Linked DNA regions of Sus scrofa: regions 1 and 3 are each linked to region 2. A link is a contact called in public Hi-C data. All regions are on one chromosome and are shown on one strand. The core of a region is the stretch at or near the end of the contact, and the rest is flanking DNA. Distances in the headings are between cores, read along the strand shown. Region 1 holds the start of TRIM56 (E3 ubiquitin-protein ligase TRIM56). Region 2 holds the start of UFSP1 (inactive Ufm1-specific protease 1). Region 3 has its middle 19 kb from the start of TRIM56.

What was found. A called contact is a pair of places that touch in the nucleus more often than the background predicts.
Region 1: a Hi-C map of mesenteric adipose tissue shows a contact between it and region 2, with 2.6 times the contacts expected there. The contact joins the promoter of TRIM56 here to the promoter of UFSP1 in region 2. A contact is called at or near these places in 2 of 5 promoter capture datasets (fetal liver and liver), 18 of 47 Hi-C or Micro-C datasets (embryonic fibroblasts, fetal heart ventricle, fetal liver and 9 more) and 2 of 2 datasets of contacts at active chromatin or transcription factors (alveolar macrophages and skeletal muscle).
Region 3: a contact with region 2 is called in a Hi-C map of fetal liver, with 3 times the contacts expected there. The contact joins the enhancer-like site here to the promoter of UFSP1 in region 2. A contact is called at or near these places in 5 of 5 promoter capture datasets (fetal liver, fetal skeletal muscle, liver and 1 more), 32 of 47 Hi-C or Micro-C datasets (adipose tissue, alveolar macrophages, blood and 17 more) and 2 of 2 datasets of contacts at active chromatin or transcription factors (alveolar macrophages and skeletal muscle).

What each region holds. Positions count from the first base shown.
Region 1 is chr3:8,832,839-8,835,969 of Sscrofa11.1, forward strand. It overlaps TRIM56 (E3 ubiquitin-protein ligase TRIM56), which reads left to right and starts at 1,422. Exons shown (of 2, transcript XM_021086256.1): 1 at 1,422-1,596; 2 at 2,637-3,131. The coding sequence starts at 2,638.
Region 2 is chr3:8,730,995-8,734,129 of Sscrofa11.1, forward strand. UFSP1 (inactive Ufm1-specific protease 1) reads right to left here and starts at 1,295. Exons shown (of 1, transcript XM_003354480.4): 1 at 277-1,295. The coding sequence starts at 854. The coding sequence ends at 426. SRRT (serrate RNA effector molecule homolog) reads left to right here. Exons shown (of 21, transcript XM_003354479.3): 21 at 20-210. The coding sequence ends at 95. ACHE (acetylcholinesterase) reads right to left here. Exons shown (of 5, transcript XM_003354481.4): 4 at 2,675-2,844; 5 at 1,457-1,803. The coding sequence ends at 1,682.
Region 3 is chr3:8,813,722-8,816,663 of Sscrofa11.1, forward strand. No RefSeq gene overlaps it. Among named protein-coding and RNA genes, the nearest start is that of TRIM56, 19 kb to the right of the region's middle. Within about 2 kb of position 1,675, at least 3 of the 83 cell types and tissues checked have an H3K27ac peak or open chromatin away from gene starts, as enhancers often do. A contact at or near this core is called in fetal liver and spleen, where this site is marked.

The DNA of each region.
Region 1 (3,131 bases), core at 172-2,671, 100 kb after region 2:
CAAAGAAACACCCCACAGATACATTGGCAAAGTATGGAAAAGTCCAGCTGAGTCCTTCCTCCTGACTTCCAGACCTGCGAAACCTGAAGGACAATCCTACCTTCCTTCAGGCACCTCCCTCCCCCGGGACCACTCACAAGACCCACAGCTTCTTTTGCCTCCAACAACCGCTCACAGCCACCATCCCCTCTGCTCCTAGTGCTGCTGTGTCAGCTCAGACCCCTCTGCTTCTCACCTGGCCCTATAGTCGGGCTCCCCTCTATGCTCAGGGCAGCTGCAAAGTTCTCACCGGTTCTGCTTCCTCCTGACATCTCTTCACTGGGTAAAAGGATGCATAGGAAGGCAGGTGATGAATCAAGTAAGAGGTTAACTGTAGAATCCAAAGGGTGGGTATAGGACTGTTCAGTGCAATTCTTTCAACTTCTCTGTGCTTCAAGTTTTTCATAAGATATTGAGGGAAACAGCCTGCAGTGGTTTCTTTTGGCTTTTTGGATAAAACTCAGACTCCTTCATGTAGAACATAAGGCCTGCTGTTTCCATTGTAGCTCCGCGGTAACGAACCTGACTAGCCTCCTTGAGGATGTGGGTTCGATCCCTGGCCTCGATCGGTGGGATAAGTATCCATCGTTGTCACGAGCTATGGGTAGGGTGCAGACATGCCTTGGATCCTGAGTTGCTGTGGCTGTGGCCGGCAGCTGCAACTCCTATTTGACCCCTAGCCTAGAAATTTCCATATGAAGTAGGTGTGGCTCTAAAAAGAAAGGAGAAAGAAAAAGAAAAAGGCCCTCTCTATGATCTGGCCGCTGCCTCCCCCTGTAACCTCATCTGCTACCACTCACATGTCCCCTTGCCACAAACCATTCTGAATTACTTGGAGCCCCCAGCAGAGTCAGGGAATTTCATTCCTCTGAGCTCACCGACTTGCTGTTCCCGATTCCTGGAATGCCCTTCCCTGCGTTTTTCTCCAGGGATCCCTGACCCGTCTATACTTTTCTGACTCACCCTCCCTCCAGGAAGCCTTTGCTGCCCCCTTATCTGGTTCCCACAGCCCCTTGCCTATCTCCGCAAAGATTTATGGTATCAAGGGCCTCACCCAGGACTGGATGTGCAGATATGCTGCCGCCCTGGAACCTGGCCTGACGACGGGGCTCTGGTTACCCTCGGTCTCTGAATCACCCGTGATCTCTAATCTCTTCCCTCAGAGGACGCATCGTCAGGCAACTCCCCTGCACTGGCGACAAACACACTTCAACAAACACACTTTGCAGGCTGAGCAAATCCTGAGGCTCCACTGACAGGCCGACCTCGGCAACTCCAGCCGCAAAGAGCGGACCTGGACCTGGAGGCTCGGCGGAGGAGCCGGCGGGCGGGGGCTGTGCCCTGCAGTGGGTGGAGGCCCCGAGGAAGAGGTCCCGGCCGGGGTAGGGAAGAAGGCGGGGCCTGCGGCGCTGCTGGTCGGTGTCCCGGGCCTGGGACGGAAGTTGCAGAAGTACAATTAGTTTCAGTTTTGTTTCTCTTGCAGGAGCCCAGCCACCGCAGCGTCGGACCTCGGGACCCCCAGTCCGGGTCCTGGAGCCCAGGGTCAGCTCAGGCTGGGTAAGGAGGGCGCTCGGGGGGCGGCTGAAGGGTCCGCTGAACTGGAGGCAGTGGGGGGAAGGGAGAGCGCGGGCGGGAGAGGAAGGGCGGCGGGAGAGGGACCCAGAAGGCGGGAGGAGAGGAGAGGCGGGCTGGAGCACCCCCGCCTTCCCCCGCTCCGGGCCTCCCCGGGACGGCGCCCTCCCACTCTCTGAGCTTCCTCTCGGCCCTTGCTCTCTGGAAGTTCGGGGGAATCCCCCAAGGGTCCTTATCGAGTATTTCACAGCCACTGTGCGCGGAGCTGGGGGCTTTCACAGACGAACCTCACGTGACTCGGTGACTCTGACCCTCCAGAAGCTTCTAGGAAAGCAGGAGGCCTCTTGCAGCAGGAAAGGCTGAAAGAAATGGGCTCGAGGAGATGGGGCAGAGGTTATGGTGACGTCTAGAGTTTGAGGAGCTGGAAGGATGCCTCTTCCCTTCAGGCGTCGCTCTGCCTGCTCCAGAATCCTTTTCTGGATGGTCAGGGCAGAAAGAGGGGTCCCCACTCCCCTCGATGCTGCTACCAGGCTCCAGGAGGCAGGTGTATGGGGTTGTGGGCATCGGAGCCCTTTGGAGTGCCCCATCTGCCAGGAGTCAAGGTGACCCTGCCCACCTGGACCCTCGGGCTGTGTCTTCTCTGCCCGCCGCCCCACCCAGCGTCCCACCCCCTGCAGGAGCACTAGGAACTATTCACCCGGGGCTCACACCCCACACGACACAAAGCCTGTCCACGGGAGCCCTGATCATTTCACCATCAGCTCCCTAAGTCCCTGCTTCTTGGTCTTGTCCTATCTCGCAGGGCCTGACACACCGCAGCGGCCTTTCCTTTTTCACATTTGCTGAATGTCTGCGGGAAGGAGGGAGGCGTCTCTTTAGCTCAGGAGACCAGAAGAAAATCCCCAGCCATTCAGGTGAGGCCTCCCCAGACCTGGCAGGGCTTGAGGATGGAGGAGAGGCGGGACGGCAGGCGGGAGGCCCCGTGGAGGCGACCTCCACCCTCTGACCTGACCCCTCGCTTGCAGGATGGTTTCCCAGGGCTCCTCACCCTCCCTGCTGGAGGCCCTGAGCAGCGACTTCCTGGCCTGTAAAATCTGCCTGGAGCAGCTACGGGTGCCCAAAACGTTGCCCTGTCTGCACACCTACTGCCAGGATTGCCTGGCCCAGCTGGCCAAGGGCGGCCACCTCCGATGCCCCGAGTGCCGCGAGTCCGTACCCGTGCCTCCCGCGGGCGTGGCTGCCTTCAAGACCAACTTCTTTGTCAACGGGCTCCTGGATTTGGTGAAGGCCCGGGCTGGTGGAGACCTGCGTGCAGGGAAGCCCGCCTGCGCACTGTGCCCCCTGATGGGAGGCGCCAGCACTGGGGGACCGGCCACAGCCCGGTGCCTGGACTGCGCCGACGACTTGTGCCAGGCCTGTGCCGACGGGCACCGCTGCACCCGGCAGACCCACAGCCACCGAGTGGTGGACCTGGTGGGCTACAGGGCAGGGTGGTACGACGAGGAGGCCCGGGAGCGCCA
Region 2 (3,135 bases), core at 45-2,544:
CCTCTTTCTTATCTCAAAGGATGGTCCGTGGAGACCCACGGGCCATTGTGGAATACCGTGACCTGGATGCTCCAGACGACGTGGATTTCTTTTGAGCCATCTTTTCCTCACTCCTGGTATCATCTACAAATATGACTGCTTTGTCCCATCCAACTCTGAGAAGTTTTTGTACGTTCAGCCTTACTGCCGATAAAAGCACTTCCACGGTCACACTCTTTACTTAGTGTATAATATACACCTCCCCACATTCTCCCAAAGATTGACTGGGGCCATGGGTAGCTGGGCCTTGCCACTTTATTGACACCAAAGGTCCCAGGTTTTGCTGGGACTTCCTGGGGGCCTGATGTCAGGCAGCCTCTGCCTTTGAGTTGGGGGTAGGTGAGTGTATATGGAACTAGAGATGTTTTGGTTCTGGGATCTTAGCCTCAGTCCAAGGCATTTCGCTGCTTTTCCGAGTTACAGCTGGTCAAGCACAGGTTGTAGAAGGAGTTGGGGTCAAAGGCTGTGCTTACCTCTTGCCAGCCCACCCACCCAGCAGCCTGTAATTCACTGGGGTTTTTCGGAGCACCCCAGCAGTGAGGGTCCAATACCAGGACATAGGCTTCTGTGCCTGGCCCCAGGCACACTCCCAACAAGGCCTTGGCCTGGGCATCTGCATCCCCGCCAACCATTACAGGCCCCCCGCCTCCTGCAAAGTGAGAGTAGAGCCTCTCCAGCTCCCCCTGAAGCCCTGCTCCACGGGGCACGTGGCATAGGCGCCCCTGAGGCCCCCCGAAATGATCCAGGCAGAGGCTGGCCTCTACACACCCGATCCAGCTCCGAGAGCCCCGGAAGCCGGGTGGCTTGTCTCCCATGTCCTCCAGGGCCGCCTGCACGGCAGCCAGCCCGGGTACCCCCGTCGGCCGGCCCTCTGGCCACGAGCACAAAGTCTGCAGAGTGCGGTAACCGCAGCCCCAGCCCCGGTCATCCAGGCCGTCGCAGCCGTAGTGGTAATAGAGGTAATGGCCCGAGAGGAGAGCCAGGCGAGCGGGGCCGCGGGCGGGCGGGTCCAGGCCCAAGTGGACATCCTTCAGCGGCTCCAGGGCGGTGGGTGGGCGCGGTGGTCGCTGGGCCGGGCAGGTGCGGTCTCCGTGCGGCGCGAAGCGAACTCCGGGCTCCAGCGCGTCCTCTCGGCCCCGAGGCTCGAGCCAGCTGCGGGCAGACTCGGCGTGCGGGCCCCACGTAGCAGCGGAGAGAGAGGCCGCCCCTTAACGTCGAGGCCGAGCCGCGGGGCTCCCACAATGCACCGCCGCGTCGCCGGCGTCACCGCGCAGGCGCGAGCTCCGCCTCGCGGGGCGGGCGCCGGCCCCCCCTCCCACGCCAGCGATCAATCCGTCCCACCGGCTTTCGCACCCACGCTTCCATTCACCCGGTGGTTGAGGCTTTCTTCCCAGATCCCAGCCCCAGTCGCGCACACTTCTGTGGCTGATAACAGTTTATTGGCAGCCCAGAGGGGCGAAGGCACCGTGGGGGAGGGGGCTCGGCCCGAGACATGCAGAGGGCGGGGAGCCCCAGGGGAAAGGTGGGTGGGCAGGGTCTAGGAATCCTCTCTGTTATATCCCAGCCCTTAAATAAATAGTATATACAGCTGGGGGGGCTGGGCGAGGCGGGCAGGGCAGAGGGACGTGGGGTCCCGCCTGGATCACAGGTCTGAGCAGCGATCCTGCTTGCTGTAATGGTCAAACTGGTTCTTCCAGTGCACCATGTAGGAGCTCCAGCGGTGGAACTCGGCCTTCCACTGGCGCTCCGCCTCGTCCAGCGTGTCTGCGGCCAGGGCGCCCGGCAAGTGGGTGCGGGGAGGACAATGGAAAGGAAGGGAATGGACGTGCGGGGGTGGGTGGGGGGCAGTTCGGGGAGGACACACGGAGAATGTAGGAGGCCATGTGGGATGGTGGAAAGAGGATCAGGAGAATATGCGAAAGAGGGAAGACGGAAGACCAGAAAGAGGACAAGGATAGAGGCGGGGCCGGAGAAGGATGGCGGGAAGGAGGAGGGAGGGGGAGAAAATGACCGGAAGACGGGCACAGAAGGGGTCAGAGGAGGAGGATCCGTGGGTTGGTGGGGAAAAGAGAAGAGACAGAAATGGTTGGCGGTTATAGCCCCACTGTGTGGTGCTATCTAGCCCCAGGGCCTCACTCTCTCCCCAACACCAAGCTCAGGCTCCAAAGAATAATTTTATATAAAAAAGAAAATTGGCTTTTTCATTTCCACTTAGACAACGAAGGCGTGTGGGTCCCTGAGATGGGTCACCGGTCCTCTCCAGCCCCCCAGCCCTGTCCAGTTTGAGTTTCTCGGTTTGAGGAGGGAGGGGGCGCTGGGTCGGAGATCCCTGAGTGGGGCCCTTCCCCACGGTCCGACCACTCTTTAGAGGAGGGGCCCCCTGAGGCCGGAGGGGGAAGAGGCCATGGTCACAGCCGCAGGAACCGGGAGAGGAAGAGGAGGAGGAGGGATAGGGGGAGGCCGGGCCTGGGCCTCGGGGCAGCCTCCCCGTGGGCGGGGCCTGAGCAGGTGCAGGGGGCCTCCGAGGCTGGGGGGAGAAGAGAGGGGTTATACCCTGCCGGCTCCCGCACCCCTCTCTCTCTCCGCGCCCCTTTCCCGTTCCTCCGCCCAGCCCTGCCTGCGGGCTTCTGCGTACCTGTGGCGCTGAGCAATTTGGGTAGGAAGCGGTTCCAGAAGGCGCAGGCCTGGGCACGCAGCCCGCGTCGCACCTCCAGCGGCCGCAGGTTCAGGCTCACGTACTGCTGCGCTCCCGCCGTGTACGGGGGCCACTGCGGGGCTTTGGAATCCCAGGGGTCATTGGGGTCCCTGCGGAAGGAAAGAGAAGGTTCGGCCTCAGGCAAGCCAGCCCCTCCCTGGGGCCTGCGGAATGGAGATGGAGAGTAGGGGGAGGCAGGCTGCTTCCTGACCCCGTGCCCTCTTAGGCTCCAGGGAGAGCCTCATCCCCTCCCTCCCACCGCCTCCTTAATCCTTTCTCTTTTCCAACAGTCCCTGTTGCCTGGAGTCTTCCCCTTCCTCCTGCCTTCCCTCTTTCTGCTGTTCCTCTTCTTTTCCCTCAGTTTTACTGCTCCATCTTTGTTTCTCCCATTAAAAAAAAAA
Region 3 (2,942 bases), core at 425-2,924, 83 kb after region 2:
AGGCACCGTCCAGCTTCTCTCCCAAGAGAGATCTTTAGCTTTCATTTGTTTGGTTCTCATATTTGCAATCAAGATGCCCAGCTCCTAAACTGAGCTGTCCTAGTCCATTCAGGCTCATATAATAGAATACCACATACTGGATGGCTTAAAAACAACACACAGTTATTCTCACAGTTCTGAAGGCCGAGATACCCAAGATCAGGGTGTTGAGAGCTTCAGTGTCTGCTGAGAGCCCGCTTCTTGGTTCATAGGCACCTTTTTGCAATACCCTTCCCACACCTTCCTCCCTAGAAGCTGACTCATCCTGAAACTCCAAATCCACTTCCTCCAGGAAGCCCTCTCTGATACAACCCTTGCAATTAATCCTTCTCATCTACATCTGTCTATCTAGTCAGCTCTGGGTGCTACAACAGAATACAATATACTAGGTGGCTTAAACAACACACACTGGCTTTCTCCCAATGCTGTAGGGCAGAAGTCCCAGATCAGGGTGCTGGCAAGATCAAGATCATATTCTGGTAAGGGCTCCCTTCCTGGCTGGCAGACTGGCCCCATATCCTCACACGATCACTTTTCTGTACATGCACACCCCAGAAGTAGAGGTGGGTGTGCAAAAGAGCAAGCTGTTGTCTCTTCTTATAAGAGCACTAATCCCTGTTGGATCAAGGCTCCATTCTCATAACCTCATCTCACTCCACCTCCCAAAGGGCCCATCTCCCAAACCCTCACGATGGGGTTTAGGGCTTCAACACATGGTTTTGGGATGGGGCAAATATTCAGTCATTAGCTCTTCTTAACACAAAGGGGTGACACTCCTAGATATACTCCTTATGTCACAGTGGTAATTTTCCCTATGTAGATAGGACAAGGGCGAGGATGTGGCTTTGCTCTCTTCTGTGCCCCAAATGCCTAACATAATGCATCGTGCATAGAAGATGCAAGTAACGCTGTTATATTTAACTGAATCAAGACTCATCTCCACACAAAGTTTTTAAAAACGTCCCCAGTCACATTCATCTCACCCTCTCTGGCCTCCTTTTGGGCTCATGGCAACATGACATAACTGAATTCTTACATGTTCTCTGATTGCTTCATACGTGCTCACCTCCGATCCTACAGAAAGCTCCATGTTTAGGGCCATAGAAGCCAGTTCCGGGCCGTGTGGGCCATGGGCACCTGTTTGTCCTCCCCTCCCACAGCTAAGCACCGCCCTCTCCGGACTAGATCAAGACAAAAGGAATGGTGAGCGGAGCTTCCTTCCCCATCACAGAGGGGCTGGGTTTGGGGATAAATCAGCACCCTCGCCTCCTTCCTTCTCCTTCTCTGGATTTTTCCAGATTGTTTTCAGTCACCCAGAGACCTTGGGAATGGGCAGAGCATGAAATAAGGCTGGGCGTTCAAGGACCACTCCCTGATGATAACCTAAGACCAGTGCCACCAGCCCACCCTTGAAATGTGTAGAGACAAAGGAGATCAAAGCTTCCTCTAAAATTCAGTGCTCCGCAGGCAGATTATAGTATAATTTTTCATAAGTAAGGGTCTTGGTGTGTAGAAGTGCAGAGATTTCCCTAGACCCGGGAGATGTGACCATTTGTTCTGCTGCTGAGGGTGGTGTGACTCCGTGTAGACGGCGTTTAGGTTACAGACCCAGGTCGGGCTGGCCTGATTCATCCGTGATGATACAGCAGGCAGGGAGCTGGCAGCTCGCTAAGCTGGGCTGCCTGACAAGAGGCAGGGCTCACAGGGGAGCCTGGTGGCTGAGGAAATTTACTGCGTGTTGTAGCCAAGGAAAGTAGAATTGGCTCTGGGCGATAATCAGCCTGATTAGCTGAGCGCCTCCTGGAGCGGTTGGAGGGCAGGGAGGCGGGGTGGGGAGGACAGCCAGCATCAAGGTGGAGCCCCAAGGGCTGGGGTTTGCTGAGGTCAAGAGCCACTGAGGCCCAGAGGAGTGTATGGAGAAGCAAAGGCAGAGAAAACAAGCACAACGCCCAGTCGTGGGAGGGAGGGTGTTTCAGGAGCGGCGACCAGGCTGAAAGCTGGGAGTAGGGACATGCAGGTGTGGTGATGGGGCAGCCAGGACCGAAGACAGTGGGTGGAGCCGGGGTGCCCATCGTACCTCTTCACCAGGCCCTGGCCGAGGGGCAGGTGCTGGCCAGGTTAAAGGCCCAAGATCCACCATCAGTCCCGCCCTGGGAGACTCAGCCTCTGCTGCATGTGTGGGTCCTAAGCGGAGCTCACCAGCGTTGACCTTGGTGGGAAGGCCACAGGGTTATTGTAGTGTGCCTGCTAGAACCCCAGCAGGTCTGTTTTGAGAGATAAAACTGCAGCCTGCTGGCTCTGCCCTCCCCTCCCACCTCCTTGCTATAGGATCCTGTCATGTCTGGCCAGGACTGAGTGACTCTGTCCTCCACGTGGATGGGCCCCTGTCAGATGACACACCTGTTGCCAAAGCTTGGCCTCTGTCTGCCAAATACAAACGTGGAGACGGGTTTTGGGTGAAGGAGAAAGATAGCTTTGCCAGGCAAAGGGGGCACAGCAGGCTAAGGCCTTAACGACTGTGCCCCCCCTTGGGAGAGATTGGGAGGTGGTTTTATAGTTTGGGCTGCAGATAAGGGTCAGGGTAGAGGCAAGCTTGCATTGTCTTTCAAACCTGGGGTTTTGTGGTCCTAGGACTGGTTCTGGTGGTCCTCCTTCTTCCCAGAATGCAGACGCTTCATCAGGTAGGTCTTCCATTTGTTGCGGGGTTTAGTCCTGCAGAAAGGGCTCAAAGATCTCCTTATGGTTCCTTGAGGAGGAACCAGCACCCCACCCATGGCTGCACTATTGTCTCTTGATGCTCCTCCCTGGTCCCTGCATCCCTTCCCTTCCCTGAGCAGCAACTGCCCTTTGGAACTCAGGGAAGCTCATGGAGGCTGAGGCTTATTTCCTAAAAACAAGAAATG